Regions from separate parts of the Rattus norvegicus genome. Here regions 1, 2 and 4 are each linked to region 3. The links are chromatin contacts, called in public Hi-C maps. All regions are on one chromosome and are shown on one strand. The core of a region is the stretch at or near the end of the contact, and the rest is flanking DNA. Distances in the headings are between cores, read along the strand shown.

Region 1 (2,700 bases), core at 22-2,521, 190 kb before region 3:
AGGCAGACAGCTCTTTTGAGTTCAAGTCCAGCCTGGTCTACAAAGTGAGTTCTGGGACAGCCACGGCTACACAGAGAAACCTTGTTTCCAAAATCAAAAAAGCAAACAAAAAAGAGGGCCCCGCTTCTGCCACATGGGCTCTGATTTCCTCTCTTCAGACGCTCTGACTGCCCATGGCATTCTGTAAATCTTATGGCCTCCAAATACAATCTCTGTCTCAGGGTCCTGTATCATACCTGTGAGAGAATTTTCTCCAGGGGGTTGGGGTGGAGACTAGGACTCGTCTACCCCACTCGCCCTAGGGTCCCACAAACTAGCCAAAGTTGGATTCCACCAAAGGTCAGCCTAGGGAGCCAATGAGTTTACTAAAGTTATCCACAGAGTAAGGGTGAGGGGTCCCACAGGAGTATGGGTGATGGCTTCTGTGGTTGTGTATAGATGGAGCCCCTTTCTTTCAGGCCTTCCAAGCCCCTCCTGAATCCCACAAGGCCACACACACAGTTAGGAAAGAATGCTATGCTATTATGATTAGCTCGAAGAAGTATCTTGGTAGTCAAGTGAGGGTCCAAGAGGAAACTTCAGCCATCAACAAACCCAGCTATACTTTTTATTTTTTTTTAAATAATCTTTTGTGAAGAACCCATCAACATGTCTGAAGGCAGCAGCACTTTGTCTTGGAAAACAATCCTTTACAACGACATCCAAGACCTTTCAGGAGGCAGGAAGATGCTTCTTCAGCAAGGAGTGGCCAGAAGCCGCTGGGGCTGGAGGTGGGAGCTACAGTCTTGGCAGCCCAATCCCCCACACAACTGATACCAGAACCAACGAAACTCCTGGATCCTGCAAATGGCAGTAGGCAACACCCACAGGGGAGGGATGCTTCTTTGATGAGTTACTTTTCTCCCCTAGTTTCCAAAATGCACTTCTCTGGCTGACCTTCTGAGTCTCAAGTTGATCATAGCAGTCAATCCCTTGGGAGAGGGTGGAGGAGGAGGTCCAATCCAGCTTCTTCTGCCTGGCCTGATCTCAGGTTACAAGGTTTCAGGTGCACAGGTTGATCAAGGCTGAGGAAAGCCCGAGCCACTCAGAATGCTGACAGCTGTGTCTCTTTTGGTGCAAGCAGCTGACTGTCACATACACCTCGTCTCTCATTCTCACCAGCTATTTCCAACAAGCCCCTGTCAGGGAACTGCGCAAGGCTAGTACCTGCCCTAACCCCAGACCACAGTTGTCCTGGTTGGGTTACGGACAACTCATAAACAAACAGGGTTGGCTACCAGCTGGGATTCCAGGAAGTACACGCTGGTAAACAAACCCAGTGCCTCTGGGCAACAGCCAGGGTGCCAGCGCTCTCTCTCTCTCAAGACCTTTGGGAAAATCATCATTTTGTCTGCTTTGTAAGAAGGTGATGTTAACCTCCTTTAAAGGGGCTGGGGGAAAAATGTCTCAGCGAGTAGTTAAGGAGTTAGCTCTGCTCTTGTAGATGCTTGGTTCCCAGCATCCACTTGGGGCAGCTTACAACTCTTTGTAAGTCCAGCTCCAGATGATATGAAACCCTGGGTACCCAGTGTACATGTGCTCACACCCACACGTTGATACATACATATGACCAAAAATAAAACAAGTCAGTATTTTAAAAAGGATCTGGCTGTTAGAATGTAGCCCAGACTGCTGCTCAGGCCTCTTTCCAGCAACAGCCTTTCCCTCTCACATATGCCAGTCAGTTCTGGCTAACAGCCTTCCAGATACCCATTTTGCACGCCAGCCAGCTTTGGCTAACAGCCTTCCAGATACCCATTTTGCACCTGGTGACGTGAGTTTATATCCAAGGGGGTGTTGTTGACCCCACATCCTGCTCTCCACCCCTTTCCTGACCCCCGTACGGAAACTTGAGAGTCTTGCAGTAAAACCACTCCCACCCTCAGAAGACTAAGAGACCACGGCCCCCACTTCTTTTTTTTTTTAAAGATTTATTTATTTACTTAATGTATATAAGCACATTGTAGCTGTCTTCAGACACACCCAACCCCACTACAGATGGTTGTGAGCCACCATGTGGTTGCTGGGAATTGAACTCAGGACCTCGGGAAGAGCAGTCGGTGCTCTTAACTGCTGAGCCATCTCTCCAGCCCTAACAATTTCTTTCTTTTTCGGAGCTGGGGACCGAACCCAGGGCCTTGTGCTTGCTAGGCAAGCGATCTACCACTGAGCTAAATCCCCAACCCCCCCACTTCTGCTATGCAGACCCTGATTCCAGTCTTCAGAGTCCCCACCCTGATGTCTGTAGTGCCGTTGTCTGTCTGACTATGGCATAAATGAACTCTTCTAACAAAGTTTGACCTCAGCAATCCACCTCAGCGTCCTTGAATCCACCTCTAGGTGACCTCTTGGCCAACCTGGATAAAAAGGTCCAGGTGGCCATTTAGCAAATGAGGAGACAGCAGCTCAGAAGGACCAGAACGCAGGCCTGCACTTCTCCGGGAGCTTGAGGCCTACACGAGTCTATTTCTAGTGCATCCACACCAGAAATCCACAGTCTTCTTTCACAGCACATCTGAACACTATGTGGTCAACACTCAGATGGCCACATATTGTTTGGTGGAAGCCCAGCGGGGAGCGGACAATGAGTAGAGGCCACGGACTGAGTACCAACGTATGAACCAGCACAAGCCTGCCTTGAAAAGGGTGCCACGCAGATCA
Region 2 (2,700 bases), core at 191-2,690, 250 kb after region 3:
GCAGACACCCGGATGCTGGCTGCCGTTGGTGGGGCCGTTAGCATGCACCTGTGCCAAGCAAGCTGCTTGAGGGTGGGAAGGAACAGAGACCCCGTGCAGATGTCACGCCAGCAAGAGGGGGTGAGCCTTGAAGCTTAGGTTCTACAATACAACTCACATTGACCCTAGAGCGGGCTCACAGGAGGGAAGGGGGGAGAATCTGGCATTTCAGTATAGTGAAGAGACTGTGTGGGATCCAGAAGAGCCCCTGCTTTGCTGTTAGAAAGGCACCATCTGCTGCTTTAGCCTTCTTATTTTATTTTACAGGTTATTATTGTGTGTTAGGAAGCACACAAACAATGGGTACCTAGGTTGAGGTCAGGGGACAACTCTGAGGAGTCAGTTCTCTCCTTCCGCTTTTATGTGCATCTTGGGGAATCAAACTCAAGTCACCAGGCCTGAGCAGCAATCGCCTTTATCCTCTGAGCCATCTTGCCGACCCTGCTGCCTCAGCTTTATCATCTCTGAAATGGGCTAATGAAGATATCTCCCTTTGGGGGTGCCGGGAGGACCAGATGAGAATGGGAGTTACTGCTCTGCTCAGTTCCTAAGAACTAAAAAGATGGCAGCCTTTAACAAAAGCCTATTCATCCCCATCCTGGGCCACCAGAGTAAGGAGCTGTTGGTGAGAGTCCTCTGTAGTCTGTTCCCACTGGGGAGTTGAATCCTGCTCCGAGTGGGTTAGTTCCTGGCCCTGATGTGGTCCAAAGCTGTGCTGGTCTTAGTCTGACTTGCTGTGTGTCCTTGAGTAAGTTGCTTTGCCTTTCTAAACTCCAGCAGCCTCATCCTCTCTAGCTTAACTAGCTGGGAAGCTCAAATAAAATTGTGCATTTAAAACCATCTGGCGAGGCCAGGAATCAGCTGGGAGCCACTCTGGTTCAGGCTTTGGAATATCACTCTCAAGGCCACCTGCCAGTTACCATCCTTCCAACTGCTGCTCACAGGTGCCCATGAAGGCTGTCCCCATCAGCCTGTCTCCTACACCCACACTGTGTGGACACCATGGGAGCCCAAGAAGTACTCTAGTCTCTGCTCTACTATGTACACTCTCCTGGAGGCCTGCGTCTCAGAGCTTCCCATTTCACCAGGAAGCTCATATCCAACTGGCCGGATGGACAGGACCTGACTGCACGCCCTGGAGACAGCCTGTGCAAGATGGGCCCAGTCTGTCCCTTGGGGCAGGACACCTAGCCTGGGCCTGTGAACTAAGGGATGGAGATGAATTTGCACCAGGGGCTTGATCCAACCTAATCCATTCCTACCCATGTAAGGAAGTCTGGAGCCATTGAATGGGAAGCCTGGCCCTGTCTGGGCCTAGTCATCCTCAAAGAAATGTTACCTAGGGTGAGTGGCAGCGGCCATGGCTGCAGTCCCTCAGAGTGGTGAGCAGACAGCATTGCTGCTGAGTGCACCCCCGCCCCCGCCCTGCCCTGACTCATCCAGAAAGCACGTGGCCACAGGGGACTCTGTCCCCTTTGCCTTTGGTTTCTGCTCCCCACTCAAACAACCTTGTTTTCAAGTGAAAACCCACAGAGCGCTTTCCCCGGGCTCTGATCCCCGAAACAAACAAAGGATGTTGGTCTGTGTTTTGGTTTGTTTTGAAGCTGCAGAAAAGAGAGGGAAATGGGTCACCTCAGGAACTCCAAGAGTGGTGGCTGAGGGCTGTGTGGTGGCCTCCGTGGTGGTGTCTAGCTCCAGAGGAGGATGGCTTGGCAAGGTCACCCTGGGTGGGCTCTAATCCTCAGGGAATGACTCCCCCACACACACTGGATGCTCTGACCCGAGTGGAGGAACCCTATGGGGCTCAGGAGCACACAGGAAGGCAGCAGGCTGGGATCCTAGGCTAGACTGAGAGACCCTTTGCCCAGTGACATTGAACAAAGCTTGTCTTTCTCTGAAATTCCGTTTCTAGGCTACCAGGCTCAGCTCTGACCCTGAGCTGCAGGGACCCAAGGCCATCGGGAAAGCCCTGTCAGGCCTGAGGGGACTTCCTGCCTCTTTCCACAACTCAGAGGAGGCTCCCACAGCACCTGGGGCCCAGGTTTTATGGCTATGCCCTTGAGGCCTGTGGCTGTTCCTCAGAGGTGTGCAGGTCCTGGAAGCCATGAGGAATAGTCTAGAACCTTTTAGCTTTGACCTTTTTCCTTCTTGCCGGTGCAGCAGCCTGAATGGCAGCCAGCCTCTGAGGGACTTGGTTTTCAAGGAGAGGTCTCAAGTAACCAGGACTAGCCTGAATCTCACTGTGTAGCCAAAGATGAGCTTTCCAGTCTGAACCTACTGTTTCCACCTCCCAAGTGCTGGTGACCCAGGCGTGTACCACCACACAGTTAATCAGCACTGGGGTTTGAACCCAGAGCTTTGTGCGTGTTAGGCAAACACTCTACCAACAGCTGCATCTGCAGACATTTCTTGTTTTGTTTTGACATAGATCTTACCGTGGAGCCCAGGGTGGCCTTGAACTCATGGCGATCCTCCTGCCTCAGCCTCCCTAGTATTAAGGATAAGTCTACCTCAGTGTTCATGCTCAGGTCAAGCCAGTGTGTTTTGGCCGTGTGTGTGTGTGTGTGTGTGTGTGTGTGTGTGTGTGTGTGTCCTTGATCCTTATTGTGAAAGCCATGGCTCCTCTGTTCCAGCAAGCTACACACTCCTTATTTTGCACAT
Region 3 (2,700 bases), core at 178-2,677:
TCAAATATAGTGACTTCAAGCCTTTTGCACCAACAAGGGCATCTCATCTGTCAGATCATAAAAAAAAAAAAAAAAAAGCCTTCCACCATACAAAGTATGTCATGATTTTTAAGTGGACACTTAGCGATCAGTCCACATTAAAAAACAAACAAACAAACAAACAAACAAAAAACCTCAAGCAGATTATGCCACTAACAGGGCTGAGAGGAACGAACTTACTGCCTGATTCCTCAATTTTAAGTGGCTAAAATCAGCAACGAATTAAATGAAGCTGTCCAAGGCCCAAGACCTCCAAATGCCCCAGACAGGGCTTTATAAAGGCAAAGTCGAGCAGTTGCTTCCTGAGAGGCAAATCTAAGTTTTTATAGTACAGATCTGTCTCAATCACAGCGGGTCTGCCCAGAAAGAAAACTTAGAGGAGTATCTTGTCGCTGGATTTCAAGTTACGGTTGCTGCACTTGTACGTTTCCAAGGAGAGGTAAACAACTGGAAGAGGAAGGAGAGGTCATTTTCTTCCTTCAAGCCCCTTATTTCCTATAAACTCCTATTTTCCAAAAGGAGGCCCAGGTGGAGTATCAGATTAGCTCCAGTGTGACGGAAGGCATTTCCCAGGCCGGGGAGGCTATAGATAGGCCTTTATTCGGCAGCCAGATCTTAGTTCCAGAAGGCACTGGCAGCGGAGTGGCTAGCTCCAGGTCCAGGTTTCCCGAGCCAGTTCTCAAGGTCCTTCCAGGTGGGCGGGGGCAGATCGGGTTTCGGGGGATGGGCTAACCACCTCCGGACCTCGCGCAGCAGACCCCACCCTCACCACTGCAGAAAGGGAAAGAGATTTGGGACAGTATTCACCCCAACCCCGCTACAAATAGGAGACCACGGGGCCCTGTAACAAAGCTGGACTGGTCCTCCAGGCGAGGCCAGAACCTCAGGAAAAGCTCCCTAGCACCACCTGCGGAGGGGACACCGCAGGGTGCAGAGGCGGGAGGTGAAGCGTCTGCATTTGGCCTAGGTGGGCCTCTGGGACACCTAGGCCCAGCGATGGCTACCTTCCTACTTTTGGGGGGGGGGGGAGGGCAGGTGGCTATAATACCGAACATCTTTACTCAAACAGAGGGAGGTATGAAGCGAGGGAGTAAGAGTCGCCGGTGAGCCGGGGCTGCCGTGGGTCCCGCAGGCCCACTGCCCCCCTCCTCAGGGTCACCGGGGGAGGATATCCCGGATCCCCGCCCTACAGTCCATAGCTTCGGGAAGAGGCCGTCATATTGGGCTAAGACGAGGGCCCTTACCGCTTGAAATCCCGCATGAGCCTCCTACGGGCCGGGGTCGACATGCTCCGCAGCTGCCCCGCGGTCAGTCTGAAAGAAAAGAGTCCCGTTCGGCCCCCCCACCCCCCGGCGCAGCGGCCGAATCACTGTGGGTCGCCGCCGCCACCGAGACTGCACAAACAACCCTGCAATGACGTCTCCCTCCGCCGCCTCCAGATCCCTCCGCCCTCCGCCAGTACCACCGCTGGGAGGAGGGGAGAGGGGGCGGGGCGAGCGGGCGCGCGCGCGACCCTGGAGGCGCAGGAGGCCGTCTTCGGGGCTTCTTGGCTGTGAGGAACTATGGAAGGTCCTCTCCGTGCCCAGGCTGGACACGGGCCGGCCCGACCGCGCCGGAGCCCACACGCTACCTTGCCTCGCTCCCCCCGTCGCTAGTTTCAAGTTCGGCCGGACGGGGAGAGAGGTGCATCCGGAGCCTGAGATTTCGGGGAGAGGAGGTGGGATGACGTCAGGTCACGTGACCGCTAGCGGCGTTGTCAACAATCCACCCCTGAGGGGGAGGGAGCGAAGTATCTAGAACCACGTGTGCCTGTGACGCCATCAGAACAAGTCACGTGACGGCCTAGCCTGGCTCTTGGTTTCAGGTCTCACAAAGCAGGTCCTTGAGTTTAAGGAGTTGACACCTCTAGTCATACATTATTCTTTTGGTCCCAAGTACTGGGACTTTGCATAAGGAGACATTGTGGAAGAAGCCACTTGGCGTTCTGAGTCTTTAAAACGGAACAAAAAAATCTGGACTTAATTCTGTTTCAAGTGGCTTAGCAACTCTGGCACGTGGGACAGGTACTGAAAGTGTGGCAAAGCCTTGTAATGAACAGCTTTGAATACTATGGTCCGTGCAAATCAGATGGGATTAAGGGCATTTGGATCAATTATAGCCTGTATGGGATTTCCATACTTAAAGTCTATACAGAAATGAGAGTGGAATAGATTGTCCAAGCCTTAAAGACTCCATCTATGGAGTCTTAGAATTGGAATCTGTGATTTTGCCTGCGGTGGGGAACAATTGTATTTCTCAAGAAACGAGTGGGTGTGATTTTTAGGGCATATCAATGGGCTGCTGGTTGTCAAAGAAACCTACCAAAATGATTCAGATCGGGGGAGAGATCATGCAGACATGGGTGGGAGTTATATCTCGAGTCTGAGGTAACTTAGTACAAGCTTTGTACAATAGCAAAGAGGGGCCAAACGGACCGGAAGTGCTCTGTGTGTGTGTGTGTGTGGGGTGATTCTCAGCAGGTTCAGTAGCCTTCACACACACACACACACACACACACACACACACACACACACACCGCCCCGCAAGCTCCTGGAATTCCCAATCTCAGCTTCTAGCACTGATGTTAGTTCTAGGGACCCGAACGGTGGAGTAGATGCGGAA
Region 4 (2,700 bases), core at 71-2,570, 140 kb before region 3:
TGAAGCGGGACGCGAACCAGCAGAGTTGGGAGAAGGTAAACAAGGGCCACGCCCCCTGCCGTCGCCCCGCGAGCGCGCACCCGCCGCTCCGGCCGTCGCCGGTACATTTCCACTCTCGCAGTGCCTCTCCCCCACCGGACTCCCGCGCAGCACCGGGAAGCTGCTGTCCACTACCCCAATATGCACCCTGGCTGCCGGGGTTGCGCACCCAGCACTCACCTGGGAACGTTGTCCCCCGCCCCTTAAAAAGAAAAAAAAAACTAATTTGTGCAATGCCTCTGAACCCAAGAACCGAGCATGCTGCCCCCGCGTGCAGCTCCCGCGTGCACCCAGCCTGGAAAGGGGGCGCAGGGCGGAGGCGGTGGCCCCCGGAAGGTGTCTAGGACTGGACCGGCTGCACGTGAGCCCAGCGCGGGGTCATGTGCATCGGCTCAGCCCGGTTCGGCACCCGGACGTGCTGCGTATCAACAAAATGAAACTCGGGTAGACAGAAGGGCAGATGGCTCCAGGTTTCCCGTGCCCCGGTGCCCTGCCGCTCGGCCTCCCCACCCCGCACCCCGGTCGCGCCGCAGCCCCTCGGGCCGGCCGGAGCCCGCGAGGCAAGTTGCAGCCCCAGCGCCCCCACCCGCCCGCGCCCCCTCGCCGGCCCAGGGGCGCTTTGCCGCAGTCATTAATAAAGAAGGTCGCCAGGCTCACCCTTCCAAAAGTTGTTGCATGCGCCCCTCTCAGCCTCCCCGCACTGTACTCTTTAAAACACGGCTGACCAACATGCGCAATCTCTCTCCCCAGTGCTGTGCGTCCCCCCCCCCCCCACCCCCCGCGCTGGCTTCCTAGAACAGGCAGCCAGCGAGAGAGGGAGCGAGCGAGCAAGAGAGAGAGGGAGCGAGGAGCACTGGCAGATCTGTTGAAAAAAAAAAAAAGCCCACAAAATAACGCCGTGGAGATGCGCAGGGCCCATCCGCCGGGGGCTGGCTCTTACCTTGCTCCGCGGTGCCCTCCCGAGGGGCGCTGCCCTCGGCTACGCGCCGCGGCGGGGGCCGGCGCGGGAAGGATGCTCCTGAAGCCAGGAGCTCCTGGGGCCGGCGCGGGAGGGCGGGGGGCGCGCATCCATCCGGGGTCGTGGCGAGGGAGGCGACCGGGCCGCAGCGTCCCCCAAGCCCCGCACCCCTGCTGGGAAGATGGTCAGCCCTCCAGTCCAGAGCTGGTGCCACTAGGAGTGGGCGCAAAGTAACTCCATGGACGCTACTCACCCCCCCAAAAAATAGCCTCCAACTGCGATGGCCGCGGTCGGCACCATTCACCAACCCCCGTGTATGTTTCTGTTTCTTTTTAAACCAAGACTTCCTTGTGATCTCTTTAGAGGGGGAAAAAATGTGTTGGGGTGGGGGTGGGGTGGGGGCGGGCAAGAAGAGAGGGAGGGGGAGTAGCCACTTTTTTCTAATTCACTCGGATCTCCGCTCCCGGCACCCCCCTGTCGTGTCCCCCCCCTTCCCAGTTGTTTGGCTCCGGCGACAGTCCCAGGTAGCGTTGCGGCCCCCCCGGGGGGGGTGCCCTGCACGGTCACCCGTCCGCCTGCACGCGGGCCCGGACTCCTCGTGGACTCTGGGGCGCCCCCAGCCCGCCCTGTCCCCAGGGCCGGGCCCGAGCGCCGGCTGAGCCCGTGCAAGTCCCATCAGGTCGGCTCACACTTCACACACTCACACACATACCCCGCCCCTCCACTCGCTCACTCACACTTTCTGCTCACACCCCGCCCCCTTCGCGCCCCAGACCCAGGCGGAGCCCCCCGCAACCTTAAAAAAAAAAAAAGCAAGCTTATACTTAAAAAAATCTTTTGGCGCCATATTAATGACGTACTTAAAATTTGCCATTTCTCCCTGCGTCAAAAAGACGTTTCTTTGCAAATAACAGCCTGGAGGCGACACTCGCGGAGGAAACGAGGCTTGCACGGAGTACCCAGCCCGCCCGCCCCACCCCCAGGGACTCCGGTGCTGGAAGACCCTCGCCCTCCGCCCGGTTTCGGAATCACTGGTTTTAAAATCGAAATCGAATAAATCGCGTGGCGTTTTTTGCAGCGCCAGAAGTGAGCAGAAAGTGCAGGCAGGAGTGCAGGGGAGGGGCGCGCATGGGGCTGGGGGAGGGGGCGCGGTCCTCCTTCCCCCCACCCACACCAAATGCAAACTAGCATCCTAGGTAGGGAAAGTTGAAATTGTGGGCGACCTCCGGAAGAGAGGGGCAGTCCTTAGAGGGGGGTCCCTTCTTGGGCTCGTTGCCCCCTCCCCCTCGCGGGTGCCTCCTGGCGCCCGGTGCTGCCCTGCATTTCCGGGGGGGGGGGGTGAGGCGCACTGTGATGGGTGGGTGGCTAGCAGGGTGGCAACATGTCCTAGCCTCAGGAGGAGTTTGCCCCCGGGTACCCCCTTTCTCCTGCCTCGTGCTTTTTATAACCGCAAAGGGTTAAAAACCGAGGGGCAACTTCCCTGGGTTGGTACTTGGCAGAGAAGCGGGGCGCCCCTCTCCCCACCCTCTCCTTCTCGCCCCTCCTCCTCCGACTCCACTTCCCGACTTGACCTTGTGGTGCACAAACAGTGCTCTCCAATCCTCGCAGTTTCTGGAAGAAGAGCCTGCGCTCGCCAGGCGGGCGGGCTGTCGGGCGGCTAGCCGGCAGTGGCGGAGCCTTGGGTCGGTTCCCTGAGCTGCGGG

What was found. Hi-C and Micro-C count contacts between places; a contact is called where the count stands out from the background.
Region 1: a contact with region 3 is called in a Hi-C map of liver, with 2.4 times the contacts expected there. The contact joins the enhancer-like site here to the promoter of Ube2b in region 3. A contact is called at or near these places in 2 of 12 Hi-C or Micro-C datasets (frontal cortex and liver) and 1 of 1 datasets of contacts at active chromatin or transcription factors (oligodendrocytes).
Region 2: a Hi-C map of the A7r5 cell line shows a contact between it and region 3, with 4 times the contacts expected there. The contact joins the enhancer-like site here to the promoter of Ube2b in region 3. A contact is called at or near these places in 2 of 12 Hi-C or Micro-C datasets (the A7r5 cell line and mammary epithelial cells).
Region 4: a contact with region 3 is called in a Hi-C map of liver, with 3 times the contacts expected there. The contact joins the promoter of Jade2 here to the promoter of Ube2b in region 3. A contact is called at or near these places in 4 of 12 Hi-C or Micro-C datasets (frontal cortex, kidney and liver) and 1 of 1 datasets of contacts at active chromatin or transcription factors (oligodendrocytes).

Annotation. Positions count from the first base shown.
Region 1 is chr10:36,569,395-36,572,094 of GRCr8, forward strand. No RefSeq gene overlaps it. Among named protein-coding and RNA genes, the nearest start is that of Sar1b, 45 kb to the left of the region's middle. Within about 2 kb of position 1,272, at least 14 of the 93 cell types and tissues checked have an H3K27ac peak or open chromatin away from gene starts, as enhancers often do. A contact at or near this core is called in liver, where this site is marked.
Region 2 is chr10:37,007,696-37,010,395 of GRCr8, forward strand. No RefSeq gene overlaps it. Among named protein-coding and RNA genes, the nearest start is that of Vdac1, 24 kb to the right of the region's middle. Within about 2 kb of position 1,441, at least 19 of the 93 cell types and tissues checked have an H3K27ac peak or open chromatin away from gene starts, as enhancers often do. A contact at or near this core is called in the A7r5 cell line, where this site is marked.
Region 3 is chr10:36,762,516-36,765,215 of GRCr8, forward strand. Ube2b (ubiquitin-conjugating enzyme E2B) reads right to left here and starts at 1,428. Exons shown (of 6, transcript NM_031138.2): 1 at 1,284-1,428. The coding sequence starts at 1,327. It also overlaps a transcript of Cdkl3 not described here.
Region 4 is chr10:36,622,389-36,625,088 of GRCr8, forward strand. It overlaps Jade2 (jade family PHD finger 2), which reads right to left and starts at 1,321. Exons shown (of 12, transcript NM_001106998.3): 1 at 980-1,321.